3 separate regions of the Mus musculus genome follow, and all the other regions are linked to region 1. Evidence: chromatin contacts called from public Hi-C data. All regions are on one chromosome and are shown on one strand. Each heading gives the region's core, a stretch centred on a gene start, on an enhancer-like site or on the middle of the called end of the contact. The rest is flanking DNA. Distances are from core to core; before and after follow the strand shown. Region 1 overlaps Snd1 (staphylococcal nuclease and tudor domain containing 1). Region 2 overlaps Snd1 (staphylococcal nuclease and tudor domain containing 1). Region 3 overlaps Snd1 (staphylococcal nuclease and tudor domain containing 1).

Evidence for each region. Hi-C and Micro-C count contacts between places; a contact is called where the count stands out from the background.
Region 2: a contact with region 1 is called in a Hi-C map of liver, with 2.7 times the contacts expected there. The contact joins two enhancer-like sites. A contact is called at or near these places in 1 of 39 promoter capture datasets (hippocampal neurons), 5 of 484 Hi-C or Micro-C datasets (3T3-L1-derived adipocytes, liver, nephron progenitors and 1 more), 1 of 115 datasets of contacts at active chromatin or transcription factors (embryonic stem cells) and 1 of 9 other capture datasets (adipose tissue).
Region 3: a contact with region 1 is called in a Hi-C map of liver, with 2.1 times the contacts expected there. The contact joins two enhancer-like sites. A contact is called at or near these places in 3 of 484 Hi-C or Micro-C datasets (liver and nephron progenitors) and 1 of 9 other capture datasets (adipose tissue).

Annotation. Positions count from the first base shown.
Region 1 is chr6:28,679,610-28,683,750 of GRCm38.p6, reverse strand. All of the region lies in intron 12 of Snd1 (staphylococcal nuclease and tudor domain containing 1), which reads right to left. Among named protein-coding and RNA genes, the nearest start is that of Lrrc4, 150 kb to the left of the region's middle. Within about 2 kb of position 2,025, at least 27 of the 459 cell types and tissues checked have an H3K27ac peak or open chromatin away from gene starts, as enhancers often do. A contact at or near this core is called in liver, where this site is marked.
Region 2 is chr6:28,552,746-28,556,886 of GRCm38.p6, reverse strand. All of the region lies in intron 10 of Snd1 (staphylococcal nuclease and tudor domain containing 1), which reads right to left. Among named protein-coding and RNA genes, the nearest start is that of Snd1, 74 kb to the right of the region's middle. Within about 2 kb of position 1,711, at least 26 of the 459 cell types and tissues checked have an H3K27ac peak or open chromatin away from gene starts, as enhancers often do. A contact at or near this core is called in liver, where this site is marked.
Region 3 is chr6:28,571,402-28,575,542 of GRCm38.p6, reverse strand. The region is part of intron 10 of Snd1 (staphylococcal nuclease and tudor domain containing 1); the gene reads right to left. Among named protein-coding and RNA genes, the nearest start is that of Snd1, 93 kb to the right of the region's middle. Within about 2 kb of position 2,437, at least 71 of the 459 cell types and tissues checked have an H3K27ac peak or open chromatin away from gene starts, as enhancers often do. A contact at or near this core is called in liver, where this site is marked.

The DNA of each region.
Region 1 (4,141 bases), core at 776-3,275:
AGCATCTTAACTAGGGCCATGTTGGCAGCTAATGACAATAGATTATGGAGGCAATTGATAGAATTCACGAGGAGAACATGAATGGTGACTGTGCCTTTAATTCTAGGGCTCCAGAGGCAGAGACAGGCAGACAGATTCCAGGCCAGCCAGTGAAACCCATCCACAAGCAAACCAAACCAAACCAGAAATCCCTAGAAGATAAGTGACTGCTTAGGAAAGGCTGAGTGTGCTCATGAAGGGCGGGGACTGTGGGTAGACTTGTAAATCCCATCACAGGTAGGACAGTCACTTTAAATGGTTACTGTGAAAGAGTATGGCTGTTAAGAAAGAAAGAAAGAAAGAAAGAGAGAGAGAGAGAGAGAGAGGGAGGGAGGGAAGGAGGGAGGGAGGGAGGGAGGGAGAGAGAGAGAGAGAGAGAGAGAGAGGAGGGAGGGAGGGGGTAAAAGGGAAAGGGAAAGGGAAGAAGACAAAGAAATCATGGCTAGATGCTCAAACCAACTGGAAATTTGCTTCTCAGTTACTGGTTCTTCCACCCCCTAAACAGCAGAAGTGAATACCCCATCTGTCAGTCTTAGATGGCCAAGAAGAAATACATGAAAGAAACAGAACACCAATTGTCTCATGACACTGCTTTCCAGAAGGACCAGGTACTTGGCAAAAAGAGAGTAAACAAAACTTACCAACATCATGGCTTGAGCTGGAGGCAGAGTTTACACTAACCATAGCAGCTCAACCCCTAAATAGAGTTGGAATAGGAGAAATTACCAGATCCATAAAAGGCTGTTCTTACACATGAGGAGTGATAGAATGAACATCTGTAAGGGTTTCCATTTCCCTTGCTACCTACAACTCTGCTGGGGCCTGATCTGTGAGGACAGGAAAATGCTGGTTTGGGAGCCTTCTGTTTCATCTACAGGCGTCCTCTGTCACTGAAATCACCAAGTAAAGACTTAATGCCAGCTCTGCTCCAGAGCTACAAAGCAAGAACCCATAGGCATAAAACCACTATTTCTAAAACTCCAAGCCTTAGCACTTATTTTTAATTGGGGGCATGGTCTATTGTTTTTTTCCAAGTATCTCACGGGATTCAAAATAAGCTTTGTGAAAAACAGTAGTCAGAATCTTTTTTAAAAATATACTCAAGTTCTAAAAAGATGAAAGGCCAAGAATGACTGAGCATAGTTTAAGCCCCACCTCCCTGAAGAATCATAGAGTTGCTAGTACACCTGATCTTGAGAAAGACGTATAGGTAGGGAACAGACTAAATGCCATTAATTGCTTCAGAAATAGTGATGCACTCCGGATGCAGGTTGCAAGGAAGTAGAGAATCAGTTGTATAGCAACAAGGGAGAAGATCCCTCATCTTTTACTTCTTTACAACAGAACTCGCCAGCTGCCATACTGCAGTTCCTAGGCAGCTACAGTGACAAGAGCACCCCCCCCCCCCATGTGTACACATCATTTGGAAGTAAGGGAGGCTAGTTCTCAGCCTCTCTAAAGAACAGCGACAAATAACTCATGGCCGCTGTGACAAAACCAGGCCTACGTATCCAGTTTATTATTAGCCTGACATTAAACACCACTTAAAAACAAACAAAACCACCCACCCACACAAACACATACCCCAAGATGGAAAATTACACAATGGCATCTGGAATGATCAACTCTGATGAAGAAACTGGAACCAGGCAGACCCTGTGATGTCCAAAGTAGGGATGGGACAGTCCCAGCCCCTCTCACATTCCTGATGGCGTGTGCAAACACTGCTTCTGTCACAGCAAAGGACTGTAATGACAATCTGGATTCTGGAAGGCTGTCAGGAGCACCAAGCACTACTGAACTCAATCATTTTTGATAAGATAGAACAAAATTGTTTTGGCACACATTGATTCTCAGGGAGAAAACTTAAATTAAGTTTTTGTCTTGTTTAGATGCTAGAAAAAAGGCAGACTTTCCACCTTGCCCCATTACAGTTCATGGTCACAGCCCAGTCAGCTGGCACAAGCAAAGGCGGAGTATGCTTTTGCTCTCCAGAATTTATTAGCACCTGGACCAATTCCAAGGTCTACCTTTTATTGAGGCCTAAAGGGTGGCAGCTTCTGTAAACTTTTACTTCTATACAGAGTCTAGAAGGTCTATAATTAAGAGTTATAGAAATAAGAGCCAGGGAAACTGAACTATACTCGGAAATGAAAATATGGGTGGGGAATCAGGCCAAGGGTTTTCCTAAGAATTGAAGAACAGAATTTTCTGTTTTACTTAATGAGTTGTCTTTCTAGTGTGAACCACAACCGAGCCCAACAAAAGGTTAAGGGGTTTTCAAACACCCCATTCCGTCCTTCCTTTCCTTTGAGAGAGAAGTGACTTGGCTCCATGCTTTGAAGTAGAATAAGCCACTAAGGAGACTCTGGCTAACCTTCTCTTGATCCGATGTTTCCAAAGCTGCAGATTGTGCTAAATGACACATGACAACACAAATATTTCAGAGAAGGAAGGTTTGAACAGTGTCAGGGTAGGGCGCAGCACAGTTACTTCTTGGTTAAAAAAGAAACTTGTTTTTAAGGAGGAGGAGGATGGCAGGAGAACTGATACATGCTCCCCTTGCTACTGACTTGACACTGAGAGTTGATAAATCACAATTTCAACACAAAGGAAGCACAAATTAGAGCAACTGCCTGCTGATTCTCTATTTATTTGTAAGCAGATACATCAGGAGGCCAAAGGCTCTAAAGAAAATCCACTGAAAAGCCCTGAAAAGGTAGGCTCAAACTTCTCCACTATTGTCACTGCTCTCAGCTTCTACCTTTATGTCTGAGCCAGTCATGTTTACACTAAATCTCTCCCTATTTCTTATCTCTCCATATTCTAATTCATTTTCACTGGAGGCAGAAAAATTTATAAAGACTTCAAGACAGAGAATGCCAGTCTGCCCAGCGCGTTACACTGATAGCCTTCCACATTTGCCACTTCTTAGCTGGCAGGCACCTAGTGCACAAAGGGAAGGTAGCCAGCACGGTTCCTGGCGTCATTAAATTGCAATGGTATGTGAAGTTTCCTGAAATGCTGAGAATAGCACAGTCCACTTGTCTACATTTATGCAATAACTTGGCAATCATTACTGTCTATGTGAACAAAGTTCTTTACTATCAAACAGAGAGTCAAATCTAGACCATAATCCAACAGGACATGTTTGGTGGTCTTTGGGAGGCAGATATTAAGGGAGGTGGTGTAGGACTTGAACACAGGACCTAAACATAGTAGGCAAAGAAGCATTCTACCTCCCAATGATCATTCAGTTCACGGAATATGCTAATACATGTGCTGATTTGTTTGTTAGGGAATAGGATCCGTGGCTGGGCTCATAAGTAAATGTGAGAAACAAGAAAAGTATGGCACATAAAATATGGAAGAAAATTTGCTGTAAATCAGGAATAACTGAGGAATGGGATTGGCTAGAAATGTGAGGGGGTGACTGGGAGGAGAGATGCCCTTAGGTCACCAGTGACTGCTGAGCGGAGAGAGTGCTGGGCTGAACACATTACCGCATTTATAAGAGTGGTTTTATAATAGCACCATTAATATCTCTAACTTACAGACAATAAACTGAGACCCAAGATTATACAGCCATCTAAAGGTAAAATAGAGGTTTTTACCTTCATGTCTGTTTACCTCCAAAGTCTACATGGGAATAAAAAACCCCACAGAGATCCAAATTTCTCATCTGTGCTACTATTGGGCTTGGGAGAGACAGAGAGAAATCAAACCGCTTTTTTTTTAACCTTTCTGAAAATGTTTCTATAATTTCTATTACTTTTTTATATTTTTTAATAGGTATTTTCCTCATTTACATTTCCAATGCTATCCCAAAATTCCCCCATACCCTCCCCCCACTCCCCTACCCATCCACTCCCACTTCTTGGCCCTGGCGTTCCCCTGTACTGAAGCATATAAAGTTTGCATGACCAATGGGCCTCTCTTTCCACTGATGACCGACTAGGCCATCTTCTGATACATATGCAGCTAGAGACACGAGCTCTGAGGGTACTGGTTAGTTCATATTGTTGTTCCACCTATAGGGTTGCAGACCCCTTTAGCTCCTTGGATACTTTCTCTAGCTCCTCCATTGGGGGCCCTGTGATCC
Region 2 (4,141 bases), core at 462-2,961, 130 kb after region 1:
AGCTTAAGATCCCCAAAGTAGACAGACCAGCCCACAACAAGCAAACAACAGAGCCGAGATGGACTTGTTGAAGAGGGAGAAAAGGAGAAAGAGAAACTTTAGTAATGAAGACCATGCAATTGGGAAGAAAGAATGATGTAAGATGGTAATCAGAGGGGAATGAGCCAGGTATAGACTATCATCCCAGGATCTGAGAGGTCAGGAAAGGAAAAAGAAAAAAAAAAAAAGAGCAAAGAAAGTAAGCCTATCTATAAAGAGAAGAGGAACCTGCTGAAGGCTTGCGACCTCCCACAACATCAATGAGGCAAAGCTTACCTTTTCTAGCAGCTATATTTTTTAAATCTCCTACTACTAGTACGAAGTACCAAGTTTAAAGGAGGACATTAAAACAGTTAATGTGAGCAGGGCGTGGTAGCACATGCCTTTTATCCAGACATTTAGAATGCAGAGGGAGGTGAATCTACATAGCAAGTTCTAGGGCAGCTAGAACCAGACCCTGTATCAAAAAAAAAAAAAAAAAAAAAAAAAAAAAAAAAAAAAAAAAAAAAAAAAAACCCCACAACAACAACAACAACAACAAAAAAAAGTTAAAATGAGGACCAGTCTACCTCACTATTTAAAAGCCTTGACAAGTCTCCTTAAATATGTATCTATAAATATCAGCAAGAAAATATGCCAATGAAAGCATCAACTGATTTAAATTCTAGAAGCAGGACACGAGTCTTGCTTAAACTGCACAAATGTAGTTTGTAGAGTACACCACGGCATTACAGAAACAGTTTAAATGTTGTTGTTGCTCAAGCAAAGTAGAAGGCGGTTTTGTTGTTGCCCCTTTCTGAGGTAGTGAATTCATGTTCAAGAAGCTGCTCTTTCTGGATGAACCACAGCAAGGCAGCTAAATGAGAGACAATTTAACAACGCTAAGAATTCACGACGGGTTCGTGTTGCATGGAAAGCCACAGCAAGGCTTTACAAGCGACACAAGGTACACAAGGAGCTCCTGTGAGGCTAACATGACAGGCGCAGGAGCGAGCCACCAACCAAGCTGCCTAGACTGTTCACTAGGAGAGACTCTTCATTTGAAATACAAGGGGTCACCTCTTATTTCCTGTAGGAGAATCCATTCCTGGGAGAGAGATCATCGAGTGGAGATGGAAGAACCTAGGATGGGGGAGGGATCCAAATAAAATGCAAAAGCAAGCACAGCCATGATCACACCTGCAGGGACATCTACTAAGAGCGAGATGAGGAAAGAGAACAGAAACAACGGGACTCTGCCAGAGAGCACCTGCTTCCCTGAGTACATGCGAGCAGATCTATAACACAGACAGGCAGGACAGGACGAAACACTACCGCTCCAGCCCTCAGAACACATTTCTTGCTAGGTGATGTGGTAAGAAACGAAAGGCTGCAGGGTTTTACTGCACTGAGTTTTACATTTGTCAGTTTCCTTCAACAGTATCAGGCTCATTTCTATCTTCTTGGATTGAGAACTCTCCTTACAAGAGGAACTGCCTTCCTCTACCTGCTGTTCTTTACCCAGAGGAGCAGTCATCTTCCACAGCTCTGCTATTTCTAGATCCAGGCAGCCCAGAACTAACTAAGCTCCCCTGCAGATAAGCCTGCCTGAGCTGAAGGAGTCAGCTACTCTTCCTCAGAGGAGGACTGGAGTAGGCAAAGCAGGCGGAGTGAGGCGAAAAGCTTTTAGAGGGAGGAGGTGGGGCTCAGAGCAATCTTCCAGGCAAGCCACAGTTGTGCTCTGACAGAAAGGCTCCAAGTAGCTCAGGCGGCAGGAAGGAACTCGGACATTTTCCTGGGAAAACGCTGAGTTGGAGGTTTAACACACGCTGGAAGGGACCAGCAAAGTGCTACCAGAACTTCCTCCCTTTTTATAAGAAATCACAAGTGGATACAATAAGGTGAGTTGAATGATGTGAAGTCTCCCTGCTAACTGGGCTAATAATCTGGATATCCCTACCGTCAAACTAGCACATGACACTGTCTGTCGATCTGCCATGTAAACACAGTGAGCTCTCTCCCATCCGCTGCAGTAAAAGGTAAAGAAGCTCCAATGAGGGTACTCAATACACCTGCACCCCAACTCATAGGGCCTGGGCCTCAAGACCAAGCCTGGAGGAGCAGAAGGCTGACAAGGGAACCCTGCACACACCAGCAATCCCTTACAAAGTTCCACCTACAGCTCCTGCACACCAGTCATCTAAAACTAGCCATCCAGCTGGAGAAGCAGATGCTAAGCAAACTTCATATGAATAAGGAGGAGGCTTTCTCCTAATTGCAGCCCACCTTACAAAAGGCAGCCACCCAAGGAAAGAGTCTGGGCCTCCTGGTCTTCTGGTGGACTAATGGCAGAATCACAGTTAAGGGTCAATGTACTCTGCCAATCTGCAGCCAAAGACTATGAGCAGGAGCTACTGAGAATTCAAGCACCTTATAAAACTGAGTACCAACTACATGGTTAGCCTGCAATAGACTTGAAGAAATGAGGAATCTACTTGACCCAGAAAATCAAACTGCATAGAGACAGAAAAAAGAAAGCAAGCAAGCGAGCAGAAACTAGAAATTATAACCATCTAATGTATAGATTTTCCAGACTCTGCGTTGACAGAAGCAGAAACTGAGGACCAGTGTGGGGCCAGCAAGCCTATCAGATGCCCTACATCACACGCTGCTGCTGCTGCTGCTCAGCCTTACCGAGGGCCACACAACAAAACAAGGACAGACTGATGCCAAGCAGAGAAATGACAGAGTAAAGAACACCGAGTTTCTACAATGTCTTCACGGCTAAGCTGAACAGAGGTCTGGTTGCAAAGCAGCCCTCCACCAAGGTGGACATAAATAAGATTCTGTAAGCCAATCCAGCTACACAGCATAATAGTGGGTGGATTAGAACTATAAAATGTGAACGCCCTATAAAATGACTGCAAATATTCAAAGAAAGGCTAAAATGAAAAGTGACACCAAAAATATGCCTAACCAATAGGCCTGTCAGTTGCTGGGGAAAGAGCAAGCATCTGTGTCCTTCAGCTTCCCTTTCTAGTCAGCGCTGAAAAGCCTTTACTGAGAACAGTGGGGGCAAAGCACCACCATCCATCATTCCATCCACCATCCACCTGCTGGCCAACACTCTCTCACACGCACACGCACACTCACACACACACACGCACACGCCTAAAATTATAAACATCTTGTTAATAAAAACAATTCCTCAGAACCACAGAGTCTAGAATACATGAGGAACTTAAATGTTTGGTTTCTAAACAGAACAAAAATTCTCCCAGCCCAAAGCTAATTAGCCCACCAAGGAATGAAGCCTACAGCTCTGGCCTGCAAAACTGCAAAGCATTGGATGGCTGCACTAAACTTGCCTTGAATATAAATGTTACATTTTTTAAAAAAAAGTAATTTATCTAAACACAGTGTAGGTAGTTCTGCAATCAGCACCTCATAAATAAAGAGAGAAAGATGACGGGAAAAGCTCTCTAATTGATTTTAAAATTAGTTCCAGCAAAGAAATAATCTGACAACCAGCAAGGTCGACAACAGAAGAGGGAAAAAAACAGCCCTGAGTAAAAAGTCCACCTAAAGACGTCGATGAATCAACATACCCGAGAGAAGACATTTGGAAAACCCTGAGTAAGAACAGAGGTGTTAAAAGACAGAGTCAAATAGGGACTGATCTTCAAAGACACGTAAAATCCTGAAAATAACCCCGCTGGGTGGATTGAACTCAAGCTACACTGTGCTAAAAGAATGTACATTAAGGGGAAACCATACAGAAAGAGGCAGGGCTGGTTAAGCAATGGCAGAAGTTAGGCTAAAACAGAGTGGGGAAATGATGTAGCTGCCAACATCTAATCCAGGTGTAAACTATCCAGCAAAACCAAGCAATGCAATTAAGAGGGAAGGGAGAAACCAGGGAAGCAAAGACGCCCTCCTGGGACTTATGAACCCAGGACAGGAGCCCCAGCTGAACAGAGCTAGCAGAGGCATCCAGAGATTAACAGAGGGTTTCGAGTAGGCAAAATGATGCCCACTCAAAAGCAATCTATGAAATTACTTCTCATGCCTCAGCAGACATGATTTAAACATTTGATAATTGTCTACTATGGTCATAGTACTC
Region 3 (4,141 bases), core at 1,188-3,687, 110 kb after region 1:
AGGGGGAGTGGGTGGGTAGGGGAGTGGGGGTGGGTGGGTATGGGGGACTTTTGGTATAGCATTGGAAATGTAAATGAGCTAAATACCTAATAAAAAATGGAAAAAAAAACAAACAAAAAAAAAGAAAACATGCTACTCTTGATGGCCTCTTGAGCCTTCTTCTCATGCAGGAATGTAATACAGGGCCTGGAAACATGGCTCAGCAGGTAAGGCTTCTGCTCTCACTCCTCCCTTACCTGAGCTCAGCCCCTAGACCTCCACACATGTGCCACAACACGTGCACACACACACATGCTTTCTAAATGTAATTTTTAAATTAATATTTTTTAAAAGATAATACGTATAAGACCAACAAAAAGTCCTAACAGGAAATACGGTGGCAAAATGACATATCATAAATGGACTGTGATCTATTTCATCTTTCTTTGCCTCCTAGTCTGCTAATAGACTTCTAATTCCAACTCAATTCTAACTGATAAGCCACTTTGGGCAAGGTGTAAACCAAGTACCACACGGTTTCCGAGTGTCCAGAGGCACTCTGGTATAAACTAACTTGGGGAGGAGACCTGATTTGGCTCTTGAAGAACCAAAATTATTACCTCATTGTGATTTGGAACTGTGAGGTATTAAGAAGTAACTACTTCATAGTGATCAATAGTTGTAAGACTTTGTTAGCTGGATTTAAGAGACAGGATATAGTAAGAGTTGAAATGTTTATTGGTATAAAAATTATTTGAATCTTTGGAAAGCAAGATACAGCCTCTGCCTTCATGAAGACAATGAAGAGCAGAAGCACATCCACAAGGCTCGCCTACCCTGCCTTACGGAAGGGGGAAGCACGTACCTTGGTTTTTCTGAAAAAACATAGATTATTATTGTTCATAAATGAGAAGGCACAGACCCGCAGCACCTAGGGCCTTTCTTGTCCCACCTTTCCCCTAGGTCTGCATAGAATAGACAAGATTTGATGGAGGAACTAGGAACTGGGGTTTGTGTTACATGGCAGTGAGAAAAAGAAGGAATTTTTCCTAATTACAAAAACACATTAGGAAAATAAAAATTCAATTTCACTTCAAACACTCACACAAACAACATGTGGTTTGGAGTCCGCAGGGCTGCAGGAGCTTCCCACTGCCTCGCCTCTCAGGGCCTGCACACTGTTTCCTATTAGCACAAGTTTCCAGTCAGATCATCTTGCCCAAAGCACATGCTACTCCAGAAGAATTGAAACCCAGCCTCTTCTCCATCAAACCCTTCGAGCCACTTGACAGGAAGTCATTATTCAGAAGCAGCCACTGGACTTTCAGCACTCTGCACTCTGAAGGGGGCTGCTATTTGTCCCTAAAAATCCAGGAGTGTGTCAAGATCTCTGGGTCAATACCCTGTTTATCTCCTTGTTGCCAAAGAACACACACAGGAGTTCAGGGAACAGCAGCTGATCAATACTGGCAGTCATGAGGGACTCTTCAGACAACACTAGGGACAGGAAGGTAGAGCTAGGTCTGGAAGCCTAGTGCCTTCATCAGATCTGACGGGTGGGTCACACTCAGGAGCCAAGGGGTCTTTACATTGTTTTAATAGGTTGAAAAAAAAAAGATGGATATTTAGAGAAATTACTTTTTCAATTTTAAATTTCAGGGTTAAAGTTAAATTTTTTCTTTGCATGTGCATACAGTAGATATTTGGATCTTTAGTGATTTCAGTCACAAAGCGGAGGTGAGTGGTTATAGAGATGTAATAGGTCTCAGAATTTAATACTGCTTCATTAGTTACGATTTAGACTTCCATGGAGGGGGAGGCAGTCCTCCTCCTCCTTCTCCTTAAGTTTCTCTCCTGCTGACAAATGGGAAGCAACATAAAAGTAGAGAGCTGAGCCCTGGAACAACCAAGACTACAGCAGAGCAGTATGGAGGGCAGTGGAGTGGATGGCCTGTCTCCCATACAGCTAGGATTTGCCAAGTGTGTGCTGCTGACTGGCAGGTGAAGACAGGCACTGCAGATCACAGGGCTGCTTACCTTCATGCTTATCCTCTCCACACTGCCATGTGCTCATCTTCAGTAGAGAGGAGAATGAAAATCACTCACCATTTACAGGCCACAGTGACCAGCACAACTCCTGCTATTCAGCTCTACAGCTGTTTGCAAAAACTACATCTTAAATGTTGACAAAAAAGAAAAGCTTAGATTGGAGAGGCCAAAATGCTACATCTAACAACATGGCTGGCTTTTCTGGATTTCTGCCAACACCCAGCCCCATCGATCAGATATTCACAGAGCAGCAAGTAAAAAGGAAGGGGAGCGGGAAGGCGCCAGCCTCACACCGGATGCTACTTAGGATTCAGGCAACAGCTGCACACCGGGTAATGCTCCCTGGAGCAGTCAGCTGGGGAGGCGCTGCGCCTCATCCTCACTAAGAGCTCAGGCTGCAAAACCGCACACGCTATTTGGACAGCCAATTGCCCATGACTAGGCCAGTGTCCACAGGGTGCTGAGTAACCAGGGAACGCAATAGGGTCATTTGTTCAGAACAACAATCCGGCAAAACTGCAAGGACTCTGTATATTTCAAATGCTCCTCTAGCCACAGATTTGCTATAACAGGGCACTGCTCTGAATCATACCAAACCTTACCCTTTTACCTGCAAACAAAGGAGGACACTGAAGCCAGTCTAGAATGTCACTAGGCCAAATCAAGACCGCTTCCCTTTCGCCAACATCCTTTCTCATTACTATACAAAGTTCCCTTGGAAAACCTTCTGAATCTAACCCCTGCCTCAACTCCTATATAAAATAAGGGAAAATAAAAAGGGTAGCATAAGAAAGTGGACACACACAGTACTGACAAAATGACAGCTTTACGGTCTGACATGTAAAACAATGCACATCACTATATCATGAAAAGCTCTAGCCTTCCTATGAATCCCATATCTGCAAACAGCCCTCCAGAGAAGCTACTTCTGTTTCTTTAGACCCAAGGGTAGCCATTTATAACCGTAGGTCCAGATCTGTACTTATATCTTTGAACAAGAGGGAGAAAATGCATGGACCTGGACAAAATAGAAATCAATGCCAAAGACATATAAAATAGAGTTGTTTGCTTATGATGCTTAGTTTTCCAGTTTGACTTCACAATCATCAAGGAAGCACTTAGTATGCCCTACCCCTCCAGGGCTATTAGTAAATCAAAACCACGCTACCATCCACAGATAGATACCTGTTACCATTACAAACAAGCCCAAGGAAAGCTAACTCGACTGGAAAGAATTTTCTTGAGTGTAGAAAAGAACAAAGTTATTTTTTTAAAGAAAGTTGTCAGATGTGGCTTTCTGCCTCTGTCCCTTCACTGTTAAAGTTCTCTAGTCTTATAACACACTTGGCAGTAAAACAGAACTTGACCTGACACTGTTACAAAACCTCACATGAAGAGATCCAAGTGACTTTTAAGTCTTTGTCCCATAACAGAAACATTCATGTTGTACTGGAGAAAAAGAAAAATCAGCGTTTAATTACAGGGGTGTTATTCACAACCCACTGAGGTAGGTATTATGTCATTACTACACCACAAGTGCTCTGTGTGACCTTTCTCTCTGTGTGTTTGCTGGGGCACATATGTACAAGCATGTCTTTGATTGCTCCACCTTCTATGTTGAGGCAGGGTTTCTCACTTGAACGGAGAGCTTGCCAGTTTGGCTAGCTGGTCAGCTTCCCAAGTAATGGGATCAAAGGCAGGCCACCAGACCCTACCAGCATTTCTACGACACTAGGGATTTGAGCTCAGGTCCTCATGCTCACACAGCAAGGGCTTCATGCATTAAGCTATTTCCCCAACTTCCCACATACCTTTTCAAAGACCCAGAACCTCCGAACGCAACCTAAGGATCTGAGACAAGGGGTGTAGATGTCTATTTCCTTAAGCTTCCTCTCACCTGTAGTCCAGCGGTCAAACTCTGCACTCACAGGAAACAACACACTGAAAGCATTTCGAGGTCTAGCCCAACCTTGTCAGTACTTAGTTTATGACCATCTGCAGCTGATAAAACCTCTGCTGGGTCGACAAGAAGCTTTTGTTCACCTTTAAAAAATTTCTTGTTGCTACACAAAACATTACTTTGGTAAACTGCCCTAATTTTTCATCTTTCTTT